Linked DNA regions of Mus musculus: regions 1 and 3 are each linked to region 2. A link is a contact called in public ChIA-PET data. All regions are on one chromosome and are shown on one strand. Each heading gives the region's core, a stretch centred on a gene start, on an enhancer-like site or on the middle of the called end of the contact. The rest is flanking DNA. Distances are from core to core; before and after follow the strand shown. Region 1 has its middle 23 kb from the start of Ddit4. Region 2 has its middle 23 kb from the start of Pla2g12b. Region 3 has its middle 4.5 kb from the start of Gm46226.

Region 1 (2,700 bases), core at 13-2,512, 590 kb after region 2:
ACACAGAGAGACTCCATCTCGGGAGTAAGGAGACTGTCAGAGGACACCTGATGACTACAGTCATCCCTGGAGCCCTGGAATCCATGGTGGGAAAGAGAAAAGAGACTCCCACAGTGGTCCTCTGTCCTCTCCATGCACACCAATGGTGTGCACATAAACACACACTAACTAGATGCAATAAAAAAAAGAGAGAGAGAAAGAAAGCACCTACTGGCAGGCCGGGTAAGGCCTTGCATTCTATCTGTAAGCACTGCCGTGGCAGAAAAATCAAATACACAAATAAACAAACACCACCCCACTCAGAAGGCTTGTATTCCCAAGTATCTCTGGAGAACTTGGCGGTCAAAGGTTCATTACCATGATGGTTTAACATTAGCTCCCAGCATCCAGAAGACAGGAAAACATAGAGATGCTGGCTAGTTATTTCCTGAACTTCAAGGATGTTTTGTTATGTGCGACACCAAGAACCCTGGGAGAATCTATGGAGGTGGCTGGGGACCACACTATAGCAGCCAGAGGTAGGAGAGACAACACTGTAGGGAAGCCAAGGCCTGTGAGGTCAGGCACTAGGACCCAGAGGCTGAGAGGGGAGCAGCCCCCGCAGGGTAAGTTCAGAGCCAGAACACAATGTTCTCAGCTCACCCACAGGAAACCCTGAAGAAGAGAACCGCACATGGCCTCTGCTGGGTGTGTTCTACTCTTGGCCTTTTATTCTCTCCCTTAACCTCGGTCCTCACTTTCACATCCTGTAACCTGCAAAGCCCACACACCCCACCCTTCTGAGCTGGTCCCAGGCCCCAGGAGAGCAATCAAGTCAGGAAGCCCAGGGTCTCTAACCTTGGTTTCCTGAATGGACCTTTGTGGCGGAAACTTTTTATAGTGCAGGAGGCAGGCTCAGACAAAGCCGCGCTTCTAGCTTTGGTGAGGGGAAACAGCTGATGGCTCTGTGCCTCCTCCTCCCTTCCTCCCCAAGGCCAGGCCCCACCTGAGACCAGTGAGGACAGCCACCTTTGCAGCATAGGTCACCCTGGGGAGCTGGGGCCACGTTTGCATCAGAACACCCTGTGATGTGGTTCCTAGTTTTTATTTCCACAAATGCTATGATATGTTGTCCCATAGTGCTATTTTTACTGAATTAAGAAAAAACAAAACACCAAAAGAACAGCAAATGTCTGCAAAACCAGCAGGCCTGGGACAGGGAAGGACAAGGTGAACTTCCTTTCCTGCAGCCTGCTATCTTGGTTTGTGGTCTGGTGTCCCTCACCCCCCAGATGCTATGTTCAGTCTTACTGTTTGCCTCTGTGTCTGTTCACTTCTTTGAGGCAGTGTCTCTAGGGGCCTGGACGAGCTGCTATAACCCATGGTGATAATGATGTGTCGCTGTCTCCCCCAGCACTGTTCTGACAGCCATGAGCCATAACAGCTGGCTATGTGAGTTTGTTGGGTCACAGAAGCACAGCTCTGAAACCTCTGCCACTTATTCTGGTGTTTTCTTAGTGACTTCTTCAAACATATGGCTACGCACTGGCCTTCTGGACCCAAGGATGAACACAAGAGAGCCCAGCAAGCTCCAAAGAAGTGCTTGCTAACTGTGCCGGTGTGTGTGCGCGTGTGTGTGCGTGTGCATGCGTGTGTGTGTGTGTGTGTGTGTGTGTGTGTGTGTGTGTACGCCACAGGACAGGAACAGAGCTGTGACAGGTTGCACTTGTTACTTCTTCATTTTGTGAGGCTGGCCTTGAACTTGTTACATAGCTGAAGGTGACCTTGAAAACTTGACCTTCCTACCTTTCCATCTTTCCATCCTGAGTGCTGCAGTTATTAGTACATGCTTGGGGCTGAGCCCAGGGTCTTGTGCATGCCAGTCAAACACTCTACAAGCTAAGCCATATCATCCAAGTCCCATTTTTGGCTTCTGTTAAACATACATTTTAAGCCAGATGGGGGTGGCTTTAATCCCAGTACTCAAGAGGCAGAGGTAGGCAGATCTCTGAGTTTGAGGCCAGCCTGGTCTACAGAGTGAGTTCCATGACAGCTAGGGCTACACAGAGAAACCCTGTCTGGAAAAAAACAAAAAACAAAAAACCACAACAAAACCTATGTGTGTGTATATTTTATATATATATTATACTATATATAATATACATATATATATATATATGTATATAACACATACACACACACACATATATAATGTGTATGAGTGATGAGTGTTTATCCAAGTGTCTGTTTGTATACGGTGCTAGTGGAAGTCAGAAGAGGATATTGGATCCACTAAAACTGGAGCTACAAATGGTTGTGAGCCACCCTGTGAGTGCTGGGAACCAAAACAACCCATTGCTCTGCAAGAACCGTACCTGCCCTTCCGTGCTGAGCCATCTCTCTAGTCCCCCCTCACCCCATTTCTGGCTTCTTTTTGTTGTTGTTGTTGTTGTTGTTTTTCAAGACAGGGTTTCTCTGTGTAGCCCTGGCTGTCCTGGAACTCACTCTGTAGACCAGGCTGGCCTCGAACACAGAAATCTGCCTGCCTCTGCCTCCGGAGTGCTGGGATTAAAGGCATGTGCCACCACGCCCAGCTCCTTTCTGGCTTCTTTATGGCCTGCATGTGAATCTCTGTGGGTCCTCACTCCAGTCCTGTAAAGAGATTCAACTAGGTTTTAGGATGCTGTTGTGAGAATTTTCTCCTGGGGGAGAGAAGGACAC
Region 2 (2,700 bases), core at 197-2,696:
ATACCGTACACACAAGAACCATAGTCCCAAAGTGATTACACCATCAGACTTAAAAAGTGTTAAGAAAGCTGACCTAAAAACCTGCTAGGTTGTTCAGAGCAGAGAGAACTCCTAGCTTTGGAGGGCATAGTGGTGCTGAGCAGGGTTGAGGATGCTGAGAGGCTGAGATGCTCGCTGGCTGCTAAGAAATGGACGAGGTTCAGAATGTCGACAGGCAATGGGAGCCAAAAAGTAAAGGGGCCGTCAGGGCAAGGTGGGAAGTTAGTGTGGTAAAAGAGGAGAAGAAAATGGGGAAAAGTGAAGAAACCCACTACGGACCCGGACTCGGGAAGGATGGAAGCGTACCCAATAGGGAGGGCGTTTGCCTGCATATGTGAATGTGCAAATTTCAGAGTAGAGGCAGTCAGACAGGGACACAGGGATGCTCTGGTGGCAGGGCCCTGTAGCTGGAGAGATGTGAAAGGTCAGTTCTCCAAGGGTTAACAAAGCAACCCCCTCCAGTGGGGTGACTGATAATTTGAGGAGAGTCACCACAGGGTTTACCCTTCCGGGATGGGGGTGGAGCTCTTGATAATTAACTTTAAATACAAATACCAGATACTCTTTTTCACCACTATCACTGCCCACTGCCTGCCAAGGGTTGTGTGCACTATCTCAGGCTTTTTAACTAGAGCCAGGAAGTGGCTCTTCTCAGTTTCCTCACTTAAGCCCTCGGCAAACATGGGCCAGGGCCTAGCTTTCCTTCAGATGCTCTGCCTTGTAGACTGACAGTCTATCCAAAGACACGGATGTCCTGCAGGGCCTCCACTGAGTCTGTCCTGGAGGCTCCCCTACTCTGCAGGGAGAGGGAGAGCCTTATTAGAGACCAGGCAATGGATACTGAGCTTGGTTCCCAGGATTCACTGAATACAGGGATGGTCTGAAAGAAAAAAGGAGAAACTTTAAAAGGTGAGGTGGGGTTCTCAGTTTCAGTTTCTCAGCAGCAGGGTGGGGATGAGGATGTGGGTGTGCCAGTAGGTTCTGAGAGGGATGGGGGCAGGGAGAAACCCAAACAACAACAGTGAGCTACAGCTACACTACAGGACTTGGCAGGAGCCTTGGTTACACTCGGATCTCTTGCCCAGGGCAAGATCTGCACACTATCTCCCCTGTGCCTTTGTCAGAGGCTGCTCCAGGGTAACTGATAGCCAGGCTACTTCCAAATGCTCAGCACCAGCAGACCAGGAGCCAACACCCTGCAGTGTAAGGAACAGGCCTGGGAACGGAGGCACTGCTCTACTGGGTGGTGTTCACAACTCAGAATCTGACCTCAAGTTACTCAGCATGTTTGGATGCCTCACTGTGCTTTCCCACTCACATTGGCGGCAATATCTACCTTACCCAGTCCCGAGGAATACACCCATAGACACCGACCCCTGTAGAGTACACTGCACTTCCTCCACCTTTCATGACTTCCTGCTAGGACCTGTGTATGCCATCGCTCTGTCAAGGTTTGACCTACAGTGAGCCCTCTAGGTTTCCATGGCCATTTTGCCTTGTCTTCCATTTCCATGGTCTCCCAGCAGGCTCACTGAGCTATAATCGGGGCTCTATAGTCCAGTGTCCTGAATACACAAATATAACACATGTACTTGTGTGTAGCACACTTGGCTCTGGAAAAATGTTGTAGGGTTGGGACTTTGAGCCTGGGGTTACAGACTCATCTTACCCTGCAGAAATCCAGTTTACATGAAGCTGACAGACAAATCAGCATGGTCTTGAACATGCTACATGAAGATAACAAGGTGTGTGTTGGGGGAGCGTACAATCTTTTTAAAATACTAGGCAATGTACTGGCTGGTTTTGTGTGTCAACTTGACACAGGCTGGAGTTATAACAGAGAAAGGAGTTTCACTTGGGAAGTGCCTCCATGAGATCCAACTGTAAAGCATTTTCTCAATTAGTGATCAAAGGGGTAGGGCCCATTGTGGGTGGTGCCATCCCTGGGCTGGTAGTCCTGGGTTCTATAAGAAAGCAAGTTGAGCAAGCCAGGGGAAGCAAGCCAGTAAGTAACATCCCTCCATGGCCTCTGCATCAGCTCCTGCTTCCTGACCTGCTTGAGTTCCAGTCCTGACTTCCTTTGGTGATGAACAGCAATGTGGAAGTGTAAGCTGAATAAACCCTTTCCTCCCCAACTTGCTTCTTGGTCATGATGTTTTGTGCAGGAATAGAAACCCTGACTAAGACAGGCGGTCTCATTTCTATTATAAGCTTAAAAAAATTTAGAGTTGTGAGGTTGGAGAGATAAAGGCATTGTTAAAGTGCCTGCTTGTGGGAAGCCGCCCCCACATTCGCCGTCACAAGATGGCGCTGACATCCTGTGTTCTAAGTTGGTAAACAAATAATCTGCGCATGAGCCAAGGGTATTTACGACCACTTGTACTCTGTTTTTCCCGTGAACGTCAGCTCGGCCATGGGCTGCAGCCAATCAGGGAGTGATGCGCCCTAGGCAATGGTTGTTCTCTTTAAAAGAGGGAAGGGGTTTTCGTTTTCTCTCTCTTGCTTCTTGCGCTCTCTTGCTTCCCTCTCTTGCTTCTTACACTCTGGCCCGATAAAGATATAAGCAATAAAGCTTTGCCGTAGAAGATTCTGGTTGTTGTGTTCTTCCTGGCCGGTCGTGAGAACGCGTCTAATAACAATTGGTGCCGAATTCCGGGACGA
Region 3 (2,700 bases), core at 109-2,608, 520 kb after region 2:
CCCAGAAGCAGCATTTATAAAAGTTATTAGTGTTGCTGTGGACTCCAGCTGCTTCCCACTCAAGACTGCCTTCATATGCAGTGGCTGGGTAACCTCAGGCATGTCACTCAGCCTCATGTACACAATGAGTGGGGCACAGACACTGGGCTTATTGGATGGTCATGTTGGATAGGAGTCAGCTCCCAAGAAGTGCTTCACACAGTGTCTGGTCACAGCAAGCTCCATCCAAGCGCCATTTGTCCTGTCAACAAAGATTACCTGACACTGATGTCAAGTCCTATTCTAGACCCTGTAACCACAGAGATGACAGAGGAGCCGGTGCTCTTGAGGAAGTGGGGGAGGGGGGAGTGTGTCTGGTTGGCACTCTCTTGGTGCGGAGATTCCAGCCAGAGGGAGCAGTGTGACAGAGGCCTGAAGATGAAGAGGGGCAGGAAAGCACGGGGCAGCATGTAGGCCAGATGGCTGCCTGTAATTATCACACCAGTCATTCGCAATAGTCTTGGGCAGAGAGAAACGTCACTAATACAAAAAAAAAAAAACAAACAAACAAACCTGCGCATACCTCCTCCTGCCTGTCCCCTATGTCATCCCAGAAACATCTCAGCCACCCTTGGTGCCTTTCCTGGCCAGGGTCTAGGAGTGGTTCTGTAAGGCAAAAGAGAAGCTATATGGAACGTGGGGAGACTGGGATATCATTTACCCAAACTCCAGTCATAATATGTTCCCCAAAGCCAGGGCTCAGGCCTACTGTCACCTCCTTAGCCAGTTGGGCAGGAAATAAGGCCCAGCATACAGGCCAGTCAGAGGCAGCAGGCAGCTGTGTAGGTTTACTCAGCCAGGCAACCCCACCAAGGTCTGGTGCCACACCTTGCCCACCCAGCCCTTCTGAGTTGATCTAAATGAAGTCCCTAGGAAGGTCTGGATTGGCTGTCTTAGCTCAGACACTGGGTAGGCTTTCCTTGGGAGAGATGCCTCAGTGTGGTTGACCCCAAAAAGGGCAAGGATCAAGCTTGGGACTTTAGGGGACTCGGGTTGGCTGTTCCAGTATCCTATCTTATTGTGCACCTTTCTTTTGGATGAGGAAGCACAAGAGACAGCAACTTAAACCTATGGGATGCTGAGTGTGTCAGCCAGGCCTTCTTCCTCCATAGTGACATCACCCAAATTGCCCTGACCATGTCACTCCTAGTGATGCTGTCCTGGCTCCACGCAGACAGCATGCCCTGGCATGCACACTGAAGCCTCGAAGCCTTCTCTGCCTCTGGCCCACCTCCTGCTGTTTGCAGCTTGGGGCTGCCCTTCCTCCACCTGCAGTGTTGAACGCCCACCCGGATGCTGAGACATGCACAGATTCTCTCCTCTCCAGCCTTCAGTGCCTGGGCCCCAACCTTCAGCCGTGTCTGCACAGTGGCCTAGCAGTGTCTGCCTCCTTTGGCTTGGCGGGTGCTTGCGCTGTGTGTCACCCTTTCTGTTCCACACACACACACACATCACACACACCAGCTGTGTGACTCCACAGTGGGGGAGGACAGAAGGGACCCCTGGGCAGAGACAGCTGTCTGACTTACCATCTCCTTTGCAGAGCACCTGTGGGCCACTTTGCAGCCACAAATTCAGACCAGGGTGTGTCTAAGGCAAAAGACCCACCAGATAGTAGGCCTCACGACTAGCAAGGAGGGTCTTTCTCCATTGCCCCACCTCCTGAGGGAAGCAGAATCCTACTGAAAATGTCCCCAGTTCCTCTCCCTAAGAGAACTCAGAACCAGGAGTCAGTTTGAGAATGGCCAGGGAGCAGCCACTGTCTCCTGCCCTCAGCCTGTGCCAGGCGGCACCACCCATGTCTGGAATCAGAAACAGTTCTGTTCTCGGCTTCCCCAGTGCTATCCTGGCCAGTAGCCTCCAGGTTACCTCTGGCATCATTGCCACCTACTGGCGACCAGCCATGGCCCTGTGTTCTAACATTGACATCCTAGACCCCAAACTGTCCTTAGCCACAACGGAGAGCTACCACCAGCACTGCAAGAGCCACCCAGGTAGCAGATGTGTTCTGTAAGAGGGTCAGCCTCCAAGGCACGGGGCCCTCCCGGAAGGCTGCGGACCTGTCTCTGCGAGGGAGGCTGGGGGGTGGGGGTGGGATCTGAAGCAATGTGTAAAAGACCACATGGATACCAAGGTCCAGTCCCAGCAGGAACAGAAAACACTCACTCGCCGCTGGTAGTGTTTGTAAAATTCATCATAATGACTGCCATCATTCTCCCACAGGCCTCCCCATTTATCATCTAGCCTGCCAACCTCTGTCAGCCACCAAGTTTGCAGGTGTTCAAGTTCCTGGACACTAGCATGACTCAGTGCAGGACCCCAAAACCCCAAGGGTCACGAGTCTTCAGGACCCTGAGCTCTGCCTTCGCTAGCTCATTGCTGAACCTGGTGGGATCACAGCCCACGGGATCAAATAGCATGAGCTACATCTGCCAATATTAATAGCTCCAGAGCCTGGCTGCCTGGGCTGCCGCAGCCTGAGCTGAAACACAATTCGAGGAACTGTTGTTGACTTAGCTCTGTTTCCAGCTAGGAAGGCGGCTGGGAGGGACATGGGAAAGGTTGGGACAGCGAGTGAGCAGGGATTATGGTGGAAGAAATAGGGGAGGGGAGGGGACCCCCCTGACTTCTTACAGCTTCTCATTCTGTGTCCTGAGAACC

The links. ChIA-PET counts read pairs in DNA pulled down with a chosen protein or histone mark.
Region 1: an RNA polymerase II ChIA-PET map of memory CD8 T cells shows a contact between it and region 2, with 18 read pairs. The contact joins two enhancer-like sites.
Region 3: a contact with region 2 is called in an RNA polymerase II ChIA-PET map of memory CD8 T cells, with 57 read pairs. The contact joins two enhancer-like sites. A contact is called at or near these places in 6 of 39 promoter capture datasets (the C10 cell line, the HPC-7 cell line, cranial neural crest and 3 more), 2 of 484 Hi-C or Micro-C datasets (the 3T3-L1 cell line and bone marrow-derived macrophages) and 20 of 115 datasets of contacts at active chromatin or transcription factors (the 230-238 cell line, the SCID.adh cell line, T-cell acute lymphoblastic leukemia and 15 more).

The regions. Positions count from the first base shown.
Region 1 is chr10:59,973,654-59,976,353 of GRCm38.p6, forward strand. No RefSeq gene overlaps it. Among named protein-coding and RNA genes, the nearest start is that of Ddit4, 23 kb to the left of the region's middle. Within about 2 kb of position 1,263, at least 196 of the 459 cell types and tissues checked have an H3K27ac peak or open chromatin away from gene starts, as enhancers often do. A contact at or near this core is called in memory CD8 T cells, where this site is marked.
Region 2 is chr10:59,379,490-59,382,189 of GRCm38.p6, forward strand. No RefSeq gene overlaps it. Among named protein-coding and RNA genes, the nearest start is that of Pla2g12b, 23 kb to the right of the region's middle. Within about 2 kb of position 1,447, at least 62 of the 459 cell types and tissues checked have an H3K27ac peak or open chromatin away from gene starts, as enhancers often do. A contact at or near this core is called in memory CD8 T cells, where this site is marked.
Region 3 is chr10:59,900,868-59,903,567 of GRCm38.p6, forward strand. No RefSeq gene overlaps it. Among named protein-coding and RNA genes, the nearest start is that of Gm46226, 4.5 kb to the left of the region's middle. Within about 2 kb of position 1,359, at least 54 of the 459 cell types and tissues checked have an H3K27ac peak or open chromatin away from gene starts, as enhancers often do. A contact at or near this core is called in memory CD8 T cells, where this site is marked.